Regions from separate parts of the Ovis aries genome. Here all the other regions are linked to region 2. The links are chromatin contacts, called in public Hi-C maps. All regions are on one chromosome and are shown on one strand. Each heading gives the region's core, a stretch centred on a gene start, on an enhancer-like site or on the middle of the called end of the contact. The rest is flanking DNA. Distances are from core to core; before and after follow the strand shown. Region 1 overlaps SMOC1 (SPARC related modular calcium binding 1). Region 2 holds the start of SMOC1 (SPARC related modular calcium binding 1). Region 3 overlaps SMOC1 (SPARC related modular calcium binding 1).

Region 1 (4,843 bases), core at 428-2,927, 71 kb after region 2:
GTGGGGGAGGAGGGAAAGGATGAGTCTGGCCTTTGGGCTGCTGGGTTTCAGCTTTCACTGGGGGGCTGGGCCCAGGGGACTGCTGATTTCAGGCCCAGTGCTGGTGGAAGTGGTGGGGTAGGGATGAGGCCTTGTATTTTTTAACGTTTCCAGTGTTCAGCCAAGATTGATAGCCACAGAGTTAGACTGACCTTGGCTGCCTGCCCTGTGAGAGGTGCTTTTATTCGTCTTCTCACTTATGGCTCACCACGAGCCTGCCAGGCAGGCGTTGCTATCATCATTTACAGAAGATGCAACCGCAGCGGGAGGCAGAGTGGTCCAGGAGCTGGGAGGCACGCTCAGATTGCTCCAGCACCCAAGCTCCCTCGGAGCCCTCCACACTCTGCTGTTCTCTGAGCTGGCAGTTTAAAAGGATACTCTCCGTGCTCGCTTTGGCCACACATGTACTAAAATCGGAACAATACAGAGAAGACTGGCACAGTCCCTGCGTGCAAAGCATTCCCTGTTTTATCTTGATTTTACCCCCTCTCAAAATTCTCCCAGAAATGTAGCTCTTTACTATGTAGCTATCATAGTAAATAAAATAAACACACGGTGCAAAATTTTAGATGAATTTATAAAAATATTTAAATTCCTATCTCTATAAAACAAATGCATAGTGAAATTCCATTCTTAGAGTTTAGTCAAGTGGTCTCCTTTAATTTGAATATTATACTGGTTGGTTTCTTTTTGATAGAAACAAAAATGCCTATTGAAAAAAGAGTAAAGGAGGCCCTGAGGTATGACCTAGAGAAAGGCGGTCTAGGGCTGTGGCTAGCGCACCTCTCCTAGAGCCAGACCACCTGGACGTGAATCCACTCCCGTCTCAGGCACATCATCTAATTTCTCTAGGTCATAATTTCCTTAAGTGATGAATAGAGATTATTATCTCTATTATTATTTTATATAGTAATTATCATTATTATGGGCTTCCCTGTGGCTCAGTGGTAAAGAATCCACCCTCAAGGTAGGAGACATTGGTTTGATCCCTGGGTCAGGAAGATCCCTTGGAGAAGGAAATGGCAACCCACTCCAGTATTCTTGCTTGGCAAGTCCCATGAACAAAGGAGCCTGGTGGGCTACAGTCCATGGGGTCACAAAGAGTCAGACATGGTTTAGCAACTAAACAACAACAAATTATTATATTATACATTTTTATATGTTACTATTATTATTACTATTGAGTATTACTGTAGCTTACCTCATGAGGTGGTGATGAGGATTAAATGAGTCAACACATGTAAAATGCTTGGAACACATAAATACTGTGTAAATACCTGCCATTATCAACATTAGCCCCATCTCTAATCTGGTTCTGTTACTCAGATCTTCTCAAGATGTTACAGACGATGTCACCCAAGAAAAAGAAAATCTTCTGTTGGACCTTTCGTCCATGGATTCTTTATTTATCATTTATTCTAGTGAAAAGAATCCAGGTGATCTTTGTGCTGAAAATTCACGTATGCAGGAGAATATCAAACCTCTTGCAGCTGCATTTGAGGCTGAGACAGGGGTTAAGGTAATAGAGAGGAGGCGGAATCCTTTTTTCCCCCCTTTCTAGGCTTCTGTAATCCTGAGTGTGTTGCTTATGAGAACGGTTGACCCCTGCCCTCCCGGTTCTGAAGTGTTTGCTGCCTCGTGACAGACAGCCGCTGGCCAGCTTTTGTTTGAGGGAGGCCAGGCTGGCCCAGGTGGTGTTTGCCGGGGAGGGGAACTTCCAGATTAGTCTGGGCAGAATTGCTAAGTGAGGGGGCCCCTGAAGTTCAGCAGAGGTTGGATAGACAGTCAAGAGCCCCCTCATTTGTTTGACATGCTAAGCGCTGCCATGTGTCTGCGGGCTGGAGGCTGGCTCACCCCGGTGGGCAGCCAGGCAGCCAGACAGCCGGTCCGACCCCGTCACAGTGATTGAAATGGATGTGCTTTTTCCCTTGATCAAAGACGCTGCAATAACTTCACAAAATGAGGCTGTCTCTTTGAGTGTGCTTCAATTGCATTGACAGGCTGCCAAAAGGCTATGAGAAAAAAAAAAAAATGCTTTTCTGCCTCCCCCAACCTCCACTATCACTGACCTGGACTTTTTTGGTTTTGTTTTCTTTAAGACCAGAACCCAGAAACCAGGTCCATTATTTCAATGTTGCTTAGACTATTGACATGCATGCATCCTGGTGTTGGTAACATATTTCCATCCTGTGAATCATTATACAGTGATGTGCTCTTGAGGTTTATGGAGGGGACCTTCATGGGACTGGGTTTGTCTGGCATGGGACACAGCTTGGGACCACATGACTAAGTTGGCTTTAATGGGGTTCATATGGGATACAGTGGTCTCTGCTCTCTAATTTGTTTTCCCTTGACCTCTTCTCTTGCTACCCTGCACCCCAACTCAAACAGCAGAGTGGTAAACATTAGAACATCAGGTTTTAAAAAATCCTTGATATTTAGACCACATCTCAGATCATTAAATCAAATTCTGGATGAGGGACCCAGACATTATTATTATTTCAAGCTCTCCAGATGATACTAGTGTTGGGTCCAGGTTGTAAATGACCTGCTGTTAATCATTCTTGTTCTTGGTTGCACCACTGGAATATGGACTTAAGGCTTTTTGATGACCTGCTGTGTGAGGATGGGAGCTACTGACTTTGTCCTTTGCTGTGGTCCTGTCTGCTTTCTCTTCTGGGTGTCAGGAATGTTAACTCCTGACATCTGTTCTCTGAGTCCTCTGCCAAGCTGTTGTCTGCTGCCCAATATGATGAACTGAAATCACAGCCATAGAGGAATGGTATTGGATCACCACCACTAGGATGTTGGCTTGTCAAGCTTGTGCGTCACTGAGTAATTATAATGGCAACTCTTTATTGAGTGCTATTTGCTGCCAGGCATTGATTTTTACACTCATTAATCTTTACTAGAACCTTTTGAGGTAGTTATTAATACCCTTATTTATATCAGAAAACTGAGTTTCAGAGGGGTTAAATAACAAGTTCAAGGTCACTAAGGATTTGTACCCAGGCCTACCTAATTTCAATGGCACCCCACTCCACTACTCTTGCCTGGAAAATCCCATGGATGGAGGAGCCTAGTAGGCTGCAGTCCATGGGGCTGCTAAGAGTCGGACACGACTGAGCAACTTCACTTTCACTTTTCACTTTCATGCATTGGAGAAGGAAATGGCAACCCACTCCAGGGACTGGGGAGCCTAGTGGGCTGCTGTCTCTGGGGTCGCACAGAGTTGGACACGACTGAAGCGACTTAGCAGCAGCGGCAGCTATCTAATTTCAAGGCCTATGCTCTTAACCTTTTATGCTACCAAAGTGTCCTTGATGTGTATGTAATTAATTTGCATCGCGATTGTTAGTCCAGAAGTCCCCTCTCTGATGCTGTTGGCCAATCAATCAAGCAAACATTAAAAAAAAAAAATCCCTTTGCTTATGGAAATTTTTAAATATACAGAAAAGTTGCTAGAGTTCTCTGGTGGTCTAGTGGTTAAGACTCCAGACTTCCACTACAGAGGGCATGGGTTTGATTCCTCATCAGGGGACAAAGATTCTGCAACCTACAGGACACATGCCTCCCACCTGCCTCTGTAAAAATGTGTGTGTGTGTGTGTGTGTGTGTGTGTGTGTGTGTACACAGAAGTAGAAATAATAGTATAATGAACCCCATGTACCCATCACCCAGCTTCAACAATGATTAACATCTGGCTGATTCTGTTTCATCTTTACCCTATTTTCATCTCCTACGCCAAACTGGATTGCTTCAAAGCAGATCCCAGACACAATATTTTTTCATCTCAGACATTTGGAGCTCTGCTATGTTCTGGGTTATGAGCTGGTTGCCCTGGGGCATTCAAGATATGCCATGGCCTGTGCTTTCAAGGAGCTTACATGCAGAAAAGATATGAAAACATACCATGAAGTAGCTAGTATATAAGACCCTACATGTACAGTTGGGTATATTTCAAATGCCCAGTTATAAGTCAGTAATTTGGAATTCTGAGTGACTTTATTATTGCGAAAAGATGCAAAATTAAAAATTTCTGAACATAAAATTAAAACACTTCTGAACATCAAAATTAAAAATTTCTGAACATAAAAGTACCTTAAACAAAGCAAAGGGCAAATGATATATATTAGCCTTAATGACAAAAGGCTAATATTAGATTTAAAAAACTCTTAAGAACCAGGAAGAAAAAGATCTTAGTGGAAAAGTGGGCAAGAGATATCAATAAGCAGATTATACAGTAATAACAAATAGTCAGTAAATGACTATGAATGATATTTTCCTTAGTAATTAAAGAAATATAAATACAGATAACGATGTGGCATTTTGCTTACCAAATTGTTGAAACTTGGAAACGAGTCATATTCAGGCCTGGATGCAGGGAAAGGATTATGCCCCACATCATACTTGAAAAAGTAAATTGGCACTGACATTTTATGAGAGAATTTTGCAATATGGGTCAAAAGTCCTTAATTGTGTCCAAATCTTGAGCTTGACATTTCACTTCTAGGAATTTATTCTAAAGAAATAATTCAAAATATATGCAAATATTTAGCCACAGGGATTTCCATCTAAGTTCTGCTTATAGTTGCAAAAATTAGGAAACAATCTAACCTGAACATCCAAAATAGAGAAGTGCTTAAACAGATTATGACATCGCCATACTGTGCAGCTAGTAGAAAGATATGTTATAGACGCTCATGTCACACAGTATGTGTATGTGTGTGCATACACACACATATGCAAGAGACAATCAGATATTCAAAAGAAAAAATATTTTCATTTTCTTCTAAATCGAAAA
Region 2 (4,651 bases), core at 82-2,581:
TTGCGTTTTAGAAGGGTGACTGGCTGCTGGGTAGAGGCTAGGTGGCAGGCAAGCCGGGTGAGCAAAACTGAATGCAGGAATTGGGTGGGGAAGCTTGTTTATGCAACCCAGGAGAGAAGCTGTGAGGGAGCAGAGTTAACCTTTGTCAGGACCGCTTAAGTCACAGGGAGAGGAGTTAAGCCCTGGCGCTGCTTCCAGCCTGGTTGGAGTAAAGAATCCCTCACCTTCAAGTGAGTGGTCCATACCAAAGAAAATAAACACTAAGGGTTGTGTTCCACTTAAGAAGGTAAACCATGGTTCTCTTAGGTTGAATGCAGTGGACCTTTTCGCGCCTTTGAAGGGCTGGTGTGATGTGTCTGTGACCATTCCCAAGATGAACTCCTGGGGATCGTCCTGGGCAGAGCCTTCTAACATCCTACCGGCACTCAGGAGAGGTCTCCCTGACTTCTCTGACCCATCCCTGGGGTCTCTTCATCCACAGATTACCCCTCCTATCAGTGCTTTTTCCTCTTTTCTTCCCCCAGTCAGGAGACCAGGTCCCCTCTGACCTCTCCTGCCAGGGCTCCTGGGCCACAGAGAAGCTGCCTGTTGGCCTTCTAGTTCCAGGCAGGGAGCCAGGACCCCTGAGTTCTAATCCTGTATCCACCACCAGGCCGTGGGTTGGCATCATCTCATACCCACAGGGGCCCTCCCTAGCAAGGAGATGCCCAGCAGGAGCTTCCTCTCTCCCCCTGACACTGCTCCCGGGCCGCCGCTGTAGGACTTAATGCGTTACCTTGTCTGCAAGCAGCGAACGCGCCCAAGTCCCACTCCTAACGCTGGTTGCAGCCTGTACTCCGCGTGCAGGTGACCTGGCGACTCCCCAGTTATTCTCGGTGTTGGTGCAGCCGGGAAGCAGATTTGTCAGCCCCTCCTGTGCCCTAGTACCCTCATCTGAGAAAACGGGGCTAGGAGTGTTTTCCCTACCTATTTCATCCGGCTGACGTGACAACTCACTTACTGTAACCTAAACATGCTTAAGGTGTGACCATTTACGGGCGGGCATTCTGGGACGTTCAGGCTGCTGGAGCTCTCGGACGCTTTTCTGGGCCGAAGGGCCAAGATAAAGTTCCTCGTTATGCCGGTCTCTCCTAGAGCCCACTCGGCCGAGCCACCAAGTGTCGCTCCTCGGTGGGGTCGGTCGCGAGCCGCCCCTCTTTCCTCCCTCCCATTGGCTCTCACCTGCCCGAGGGGCGGCTGCCACGGGCCTCTCGGCCAGTCAGCCAGGGCCGCCGGGCTCCGCCCCGCCCCTCCCGGGGGTTTATAACGGGAATTCCCATGGCCCGGGCTCTGGCATCCAACCTGCTGCCGCCGCGGCCCAGCCGAGCGGAGAGCGCGGCGCGCAGAGCACACACGCTCGCGCTCAGCTCCGCTCCCGGGGCGGTTCATGAGCGCGCGCTCCGACTGCAGCCTCCGCGATCCCGCGCTGCCGCCGCCCGCCGTCGCCAGGGTCCCCCGGGGTGGGAAGGAAGGCAGGAAGGCCGGCGCGGCCGTGCGCTCCGTGAAGCCCGCCACCCCTGTCCGCAGCCCGCTGCCCGGACCGGCCTGGCACCATGCTGCCCGCGCGCTGCGCCCGCCTGCTCACGCCCCACTTGCTGCTGGTGTTAGTGCAGCTGTCCCCGGCTCGCGACCACCGCACCACCGGCCCCAGGGTAAGTGCGCCCCCAGCCGCGCGCCCACCTGCGGAAGGAGACCGCAGGTCGCTGGCCTTCATCCCTTGGGGACCGGAGAGGGAGGTATCAGAACCTGTGCCCCCCCGCCCCCCACCTACTACCCCGTCGCCGGTGGGCTTCTTGGCGAAGTTGCTGAAATTAAAATTTCTCCCATTGTTCCCCCCCGCCCCACCCCTTCTTTCTTGCAGCACCGACTCTGCCTTCCCCCTCCTCCCCCTCTCCCCCTACTGTCACTGGTGAGTTCTCTTTCCCCATCTCTCCTCTCGGGGCATTTTGCTCTAAGACCCTTAGAGGTGCCTCCTGCATCCGAGGTGCCTCCTGGCTCTCCGCTCAAGCGGGGCTGCTCGGTGGGCTCACCCCGCGCGCGGTCCTAGAGCGCTGGCGTTCTTGGCAGGCGGCGGCGGCGGCAGGGGCGGGGGGCGGTTCGGGGGAGAGCAGCTCTGCCTCCAGGGTTTTAGGTTACCGGAGAGCCACACAAGGACCTTGTGTTGTTGTTGTTTTAAAAAGCGATCGCTGCTCGTAAAGCCCACAGCAGATAATTTTAATGCTCCCTCCTGCTGGGCACAGCCGCAGAGGAGGGGTAGAGATGGGGGGCTGTGGAGAGCTGGTGGAGAGGAGCTGGCAGTGTTCGAGGAGCTCTTTCCTTGCGTTCCGCCTGGGAGGGTGCACTACTTGTTGAACCTTGGTCTGATTGGAGTTCCTGAACGATGTGAAACGTGCCAATTCTGCGCACAGGGCAGGCTGTTCAAGGCATTGTAAAACCTCCGGAACCGACAGCATTGTGTTCCTTTCTGGGCTAGATTCTTGCTCTCGTATAACCCAGTTAGTCTAATGAAGGATTCCACTACCTTAAAAAGTGTACTCTTAAACCACCCACTGATTCATTTGACCAAACTGATCCAGAGGATGGGGCTTCCCAGGTGGTTCAGTGGTAAAGACTCCGCCTGCCAGGCAGGAGGCATGAGTTCTATCCCTGGGGTGGGAAGATCCCCAGGAGAAGGAAATGGCAACCACTCCAGGATTCTTGCCAGGATAATCCCATGGACAGAGGAGCCTGGCTGGCTACCGTCCATGGGGTCACAAAAGAGTCAGACATGGCTTAGTGACTAAACAACAACGATCTCTGGCCAAGAATTACTTTATGTCAGGGCAGTTGTCTGTTGACAACTATCTCGACAGACAACTGCCTGCCTTCTCCAGGCAACAGGAGAGTCCATGTGGAAGTAGCTAGTATCTTTGTGAAAAGATTGGCTCCTTAACCAGCTTGTGCTTTCCTGGATATTGTTTGGCCTAGCCCATTGCCACCTGTTCAGATTGCAGGTTCTTTCTTCCTAGCGCTTGCTCCGTGAGAATCGTCTTTATAACTGTCGTGTGTGTGGGAAAAGCCTCGCAAAGCTTGACGAGCCTTAATGACTGCCCAGATGCTGGCTGATTACATCTGAGCCTGGCTATCACTGTAAGATCAGATTTGCAGCCACTTAGGAAAGAAAAGTGTTTGTCCCCATGTTGGGCCGGCCCTTGCTTTTATGACCAGATGTGCAACAGCAGCAGTTAAAGTGTGGCCGATTAGAGCCAGGGCGTGTCATAAATCCTCGACAGCAGGCATTCCCGAAGCTGGGGCAAGCTAGGGCTCCGGGAGTGACTTTTATGGATGCAGATGAGGATGCCTTTTAAATGAAGCTGCTTGGTTTGATATTAGGACTCGCAGCTTTTAAACTCCGAGGTCAGGAGAGCCACGGCGTTCCCTCCAATAATTAGGAACAGTCAAGACAGAGACGCAGACCAGAGCACCCGACTGAAAGCTGGATGCCCGCCCACATGAGAGGCCCGGAGACAAATGGTGGGGGGCTCGTTTGTTGCTGGGCGAGTCTAGGGTCTCAAGCCATATGGCTCTCCTTCCTTGCCTCCTGCAACTGGAGGAAGCAGCTCTTAGGGGTAAGCAAGGGACTTCAAGGGAAAATAGAGACATGGGTTAGTTTTCCCTTGGGCTTCTTTAGTTTATTAATTTGATAGAAATGGTAGAACACAAATAGGAAGTGTAAATAGGCTTCTGTGGGTTCCAGCTGGATTTTTTTCTCTCTTTTTCTCCCTTTCTCTGTCTCTCTCTTTCTCATGCAGACACACACACCGCACACACACACACACACACACACACACATTTAGAAAGTATCAAGGGAAAGCTGCTGGATGCATTTATAGACCCCAGTAAGAGCCCGCATTTATGAATTCTTGGGCCGGGCACTTTCCATGATCACTTACATTTATAAGAGCAAGAAGGTGGGTCTTTTTAGCGTCATTTTGAAAGTGAGACTCAGGAGGGTAAAAGCCTTGCTTGCAACATGGTGCATGCATAGCGGTGGGAGCCACATCCCAGTATATATGGTTGTGCAGGTTGTGAGCTTGTGTGCTTTTCACACCACCAAGCAGCTGCAGGAAGTGTTCGTCCGACTAGCGATGCCATTCCTGTTAAATGGGCATCAGGCGAGTTTGTCTATAAGAAAGCACTATTAACAAGATTTTTTGGTGTCTGCATCTCTAAAGGGTGATGCCTTTGAGTTTCAACCTATTCCGGAAGCCTGCAGTTCTCTTCTGTGGCTTCTTGGTGGCGTCAGAAATGCGGTCCTGGTTGTGGGCAGCAGTGTCATGAGAGGAGCAGAAACATCTGGCTGTTGCAGTGTTCCCTTGGGCATCCCTGGGTCTCTTCTGTTAATCTTTTGAGTGACAGAGGCTTAGGGATTGGCATCTTTTCCAGCTGGCTTTCTAGGAAACCCAGAGCATGCCCTTTTGGTTTAACTTTATCTGGCTCACTAATTGAGCTCCCTTGAGGCCTAGACTCCAATCCTTGCCCCCTTATTTGCTTCCTGCCTTCATAAAATGCCTGACATTTGTTTGACTCTGGCTCTCAGCAGCTATCAGGTATCAGATTGGAGGCTATTATG
Region 3 (4,406 bases), core at 850-3,349, 94 kb after region 2:
TTACTGTCTGAGCCACTAGGGAAGCCTTTCTTTACTTAGAACAATGACAAATAGCAAGTGGAAAAACACCATGACAAATCAAGAGAGAGACCATGGAGGAGAGGATCAGACTTAACATTTTAGTGTCTTTCGTGGCACCCTTTCTCTGGCTTTTTGAAGAAAAGGCTTTTTCACTCTGCACTGGGCCCTACAAATTGTGCAGTTGGCCTTGATGAGGGCATTTGTCTGAGTGCTGGTTAGTGGACTAGCCGACATGAGGAATGGGCCCCTGGGATGTGCTCACCATACTTTCCAGTATGGAAGACGCTAAGATTCGCCACTTCTTACCTCCAGAACAGCATACACACAGACAGCGGGTGGTTGCATGGAAAACAGGTTTCAATTTTATTGCCCATGCAAGCACTCCAGAAGCCTCATTTTGGGGTCTCAGGTAAAACCCAGGTGGAAGATCTCAGCTGAGTTTGAGCCCTCCTACTTGACTCTGAGCCTTGGGAACTTCATGCTCATAAGAGCTATGTGGAGAGTTGGGCCTGCAAGGATCAGAGTGGGGCAAGCAGGCTTATCCTACACTGCAGTCACAGAGAGACCAAGGTGAGGCCCTGGCCCTTGCCCCAGATGCTAATTCCATGGGGACCCAAAGAGGAGGCAGAGTCCCCCTGCTTGAATGGAGGAGCTGAAAGTCTGGAGAACCTGCTCTCCCTGCATGCAGGTGCTCCAAGAAGATATGGGAGTAGAGCTTGGTGATATCACCTCCTTCTAGAAACCATGGGCCAAAGGACCCAATGGGCTGCTTCCCTACCAGTGAACAGGAATGAGTAAGTGGGCAAAAAGTACTTCACAGCGCCAGGAAGACAGCCTTGAATGTTGGTGGTTCCCTTCTAGGAGGGAGGGCAGGAGAGGGGATAAACATTTCTTCCTGAAAAGATCTGAAATCATCAACTCTGTGAGTGGCATGTCTGTCTGTAATTGATTGGGGTTGGAAAAGGGAACTGCCTTTAGTTTTGCTTGTTGCCACTGAAGTCTTCAGGAGCATAAGCTTTAATCCTGGTCATGAGGTCCTGGTGGTAGGAAAAAGAAAGAGCAGCCATGCAGAACAGACCACCCAGACTTTCCCCACGGAGTGCATGATGCTGGGTGAAGCACCTGCCCCCAAAAAGGCCAACCAGAGCATCTGGCTTTTAAACTGCTCAGAGAAATATTTCCCAGGTTGTCTTGTATGTTGTGAATGACAATAGGAATCAGACCCGTGCTCACAGCAGGCTCTTGCTGATCCAGGTGGGAGAAGACAGGGGAATCTGATTCCTCCAGGGAGCGGGGTGGATAGAGTGTGAAGCCTGAAGTTTCTACCTCTTCACTCCCTTATCCTGGTGGGTTCCTCCATTCCAGATGGTGGTGTAGGGGCTTCCTCTTTGGTGCAAAGGCCTGGCAGGGGGGTGGGGGAAGATGCTAGGGTTCACTTGCTCCCTGGAGACTTGACTTCTGCCCAATGGCCCCTCTTTCCTTCTACTTTGGAGGGTTCCCAGAGGTGCTGCAGTCTGTGGGATCGCAAAGAGTCGGACACAACTGAACAACAGCAGAGGTGTTGAATCTCTTCTCTTTGTTTGCCACGGGCAGGGCAGTGAAAAGCCACCTGTAGGAAGGCCCACCTGAAGCCACACCTGTCCAGGAAGCTGGGGTTTGAATGGGGACAGAGTGCGAGAGGGCATTGGTAATATCCTGTGTCAGCCCCGCTGAGGTGCCTCTTCAGCTGCCACTTAAGAATGGAATGTGCTCCGGAGGGCAGCAGGTGGGAAGACACAAAGGGCCCTTGTCTGAGCTCGTGCCCACATGGGGGGTCTCCCAGAAGGCATCTCCCGAGAGCCGCAACTCCAGAGACCTGCCCAGAGGGATGCTTGGCCCAGAGGACGTCCAGAAAGGAGGCGAGGCTGGGGGTCTGGGTGCATGTATGTGTAGGGGCTGGGGTGGGGGGTGGGAGCAGGGGAGGAGCACACCCAGCTCTTTCTTTTCCCACCCTTCCGCCTTTTTGAACATGCTCCATGGACGGGACTTGGAGGGATTGGTTCTCTCCGCCTGGGAGGAATGAAAAGGCGTATTGTGCGACGGAGGGTCTGGTTGCCGGCCAGGAATCAGTCCTCTGAAGGCGAGGAGGAGAAAGGCAGAGTGGGAGGAGGCTGGGGGAGGAGGCCCGGGGAGATAGCAGGAGGCAGGAGAGAGGGAGAGAGGCCAGGCGGTAGCAGGTCACAGGCGTCTGGCCAGCAAGCAGGTCTGGGTCGCTCCTGCTCCTGGGTCCACAGGTGTGGGGCCCGAGGGGAGAAGTGGGGGGAAGGAGGCCTGGTTATCTTACCCAGATGCACGTGCTGCAGGAGAGGAGGAGGGTCAGAACTTCAGACTGTTTACTTAATCCCCTGGAATGTCTTCACTGTGCTCTGTTCTTTGGGCCCCTTGTGTTTCCCCGGACTCCTTTATGGGCACATGTGTGGTAATTAACACATGTGGGGGAGGTCCCGGGCCATGTGTTTGAGTTTCAAATATCCATTGATCTGGGGCACTCCCATCCTGCAGCCGTCCCTTCTCTGATGGTCCTCGCCCTCCGAGAGAGATGGAAGGGGTATGTGTGCATTTTGGGGGGGCAGGGGGCACACGTGCATCCACATATGTTTTATTGATGCTACAGAGGAATATCAGAAGAGAGGAAAGGACCCCCCAGCAACCCCTGAGTTCTGACCATCTGCTGCTAAAACAGTTGAAAGCTGCAGAAATTGAGAGGAAGGAATTTGGGGTTTCCATTGAAGTAGAAAAGTGACTGGGAATCAAAATGCGATTTAGAAGTGATGATTTTACCCTGAGCAGCTTCTCCTGGCCCACCAAGGCTTGTGGATTTTCCCGAGGTGCCTCTTTCAGGGGTCTAGATGCTAACAAATGTGGGTGATTTGAGAGAGTTTCCAGGATAACCTAACACAGAGTCAAGGACTGGTCCTAGGCTTCATTGCTTATGAAGTGCAGAAAGGACATTCTCAGCTTCCGGTGTGGTGTTGGTGGGGCAGGTGAAGAATGGGAGAACAGTGGGAGAGGACTTGGACAATGATTTCTGGCAGTTTCCGGGAACTTTTTCTTTGGAGCGCCTAGGATACGTGGCCAGTGAAAATTTAGGGTCATCGGGAGTTTTCCGCAGTTTGCTTTCTTAGTTCTAAGAGCTCTGGGAGTGAGCAGTGTAAGGAAAGTGAGAGAAGAATAAAAACATTTAGAAAACTGCTCTCTTTTCTGCACGTGCTCCTGTATTTGTCAAGCCAGCCTTGGAGAGAAGCGGAACCTCCAACATTCAGCTCCTAGAGACTTCTTTTATTGCGCCCTCAAGCCCCGCCCCTCCGCTGACGGCTCCGTAGCCTGTGCTGCAAGCGCAGAGTGGGCTGCAGTTATTTTTCCAGCGTCTCTGGGCCTCGGTTTTGAGGATCTCTCGCGGTGTTTGGTCTACACGTTGATGCCAGCTTGGAGACCTTTGTCATGCAAACGGTGGAGCCATCAGCACTCCCTCTCAGGGCCTAGGGATGTGCTTCCGGCAGGGATGATGGATGGCAGGTCTCCCAGATGAAGGGGCTCGTGTGGTCTCTAGCCTCTGCCCTCACGGGGGCTAAGTACATCTGAAGGGTTTCCTTGCATTGTCTCCAACCTGGTGGAGGTGTGCAGAGCCAGCCGTCTCAGAGCATCCTATACACAGAATGTCGCCCGTTCACGGGTCTTTCACCTCTTCCCAGCCACCTCTTTTTTCTCTTCTCTCAGCCCAGAGACGGCGGCTAGATTCACGGTGATCTGTCAGCCTTGCCACGAGATGGCTTAAGTCTGATTACCTTCCAGCCTGGGCTGGATTTGAATGGAGATGGGCAACTGATGACCTCTATGTGCTGACCTCGGATTTCCCTGTGGAGAACCATTCCTTCTGATGCATGCCTGCTACAAACTGCACCTAAGTAGCTCCAGGCCCATGAGATGCAGCTCTTTTCTTCTCTGCGTGCAGGTCGCTGTCTGGTGTCCGAGCCACCCTGACCAAGCCTGGCATATCAGTATATCAGCTTCAAAGAGATCAGCTGCAGAAGGGGTGTGCACGAGTGTGCTTGAGCGTTCACATGTGCCCCTCATCTCCCACTACCCAAGTTCATTACTCCCCCAGCAGGGAGTAACTCCATCTACTCAACTGCCCACCCTCCACCTCAGCCCCTATTCTGGGGTCTCCAGAAGAAAGTTTACGAATGGAGGATACCTGATTTCCGAGGAGTGGAGAGGAAACAGGGTTTGTGATCTGGATTCTAACGAGTCCCCTGGTGTTAGTGACCACTGGTGTTTTATACTTGGCTGTTTTATTCTTTCATTCAACAAATATTCATTGAGACTTCAGTGCCAGCTTTGTTACA

Evidence for each region. Hi-C and Micro-C count contacts between places; a contact is called where the count stands out from the background.
Region 1: a contact with region 2 is called in a Hi-C map of liver, with 2.2 times the contacts expected there. The contact joins the enhancer-like site here to the promoter of SMOC1 in region 2. A contact is called at or near these places in 3 of 16 Hi-C or Micro-C datasets (hypothalamus, liver and tail adipose tissue).
Region 3: a contact with region 2 is called in a Hi-C map of hypothalamus, with 2.1 times the contacts expected there. The contact joins the enhancer-like site here to the promoter of SMOC1 in region 2. A contact is called at or near these places in 2 of 16 Hi-C or Micro-C datasets (hypothalamus and tail adipose tissue).

The regions. Positions count from the first base shown.
Region 1 is chr7:79,771,159-79,776,001 of ARS-UI_Ramb_v3.0, forward strand. All of the region lies in intron 3 of SMOC1 (SPARC related modular calcium binding 1), which reads left to right. Among named protein-coding and RNA genes, the nearest start is that of SMOC1, 72 kb to the left of the region's middle. Within about 2 kb of position 1,678, at least 2 of the 54 cell types and tissues checked have an H3K27ac peak or open chromatin away from gene starts, as enhancers often do. A contact at or near this core is called in liver, where this site is marked.
Region 2 is chr7:79,700,403-79,705,053 of ARS-UI_Ramb_v3.0, forward strand. SMOC1 (SPARC related modular calcium binding 1) reads left to right here and starts at 1,332. Exons shown (of 12, transcript XM_027971963.2): 1 at 1,332-1,691. The coding sequence starts at 1,593.
Region 3 is chr7:79,793,457-79,797,862 of ARS-UI_Ramb_v3.0, forward strand. All of the region lies in intron 5 of SMOC1 (SPARC related modular calcium binding 1), which reads left to right. Among named protein-coding and RNA genes, the nearest start is that of SMOC1, 94 kb to the left of the region's middle. Within about 2 kb of position 2,100, at least 6 of the 54 cell types and tissues checked have an H3K27ac peak or open chromatin away from gene starts, as enhancers often do. A contact at or near this core is called in hypothalamus, where this site is marked.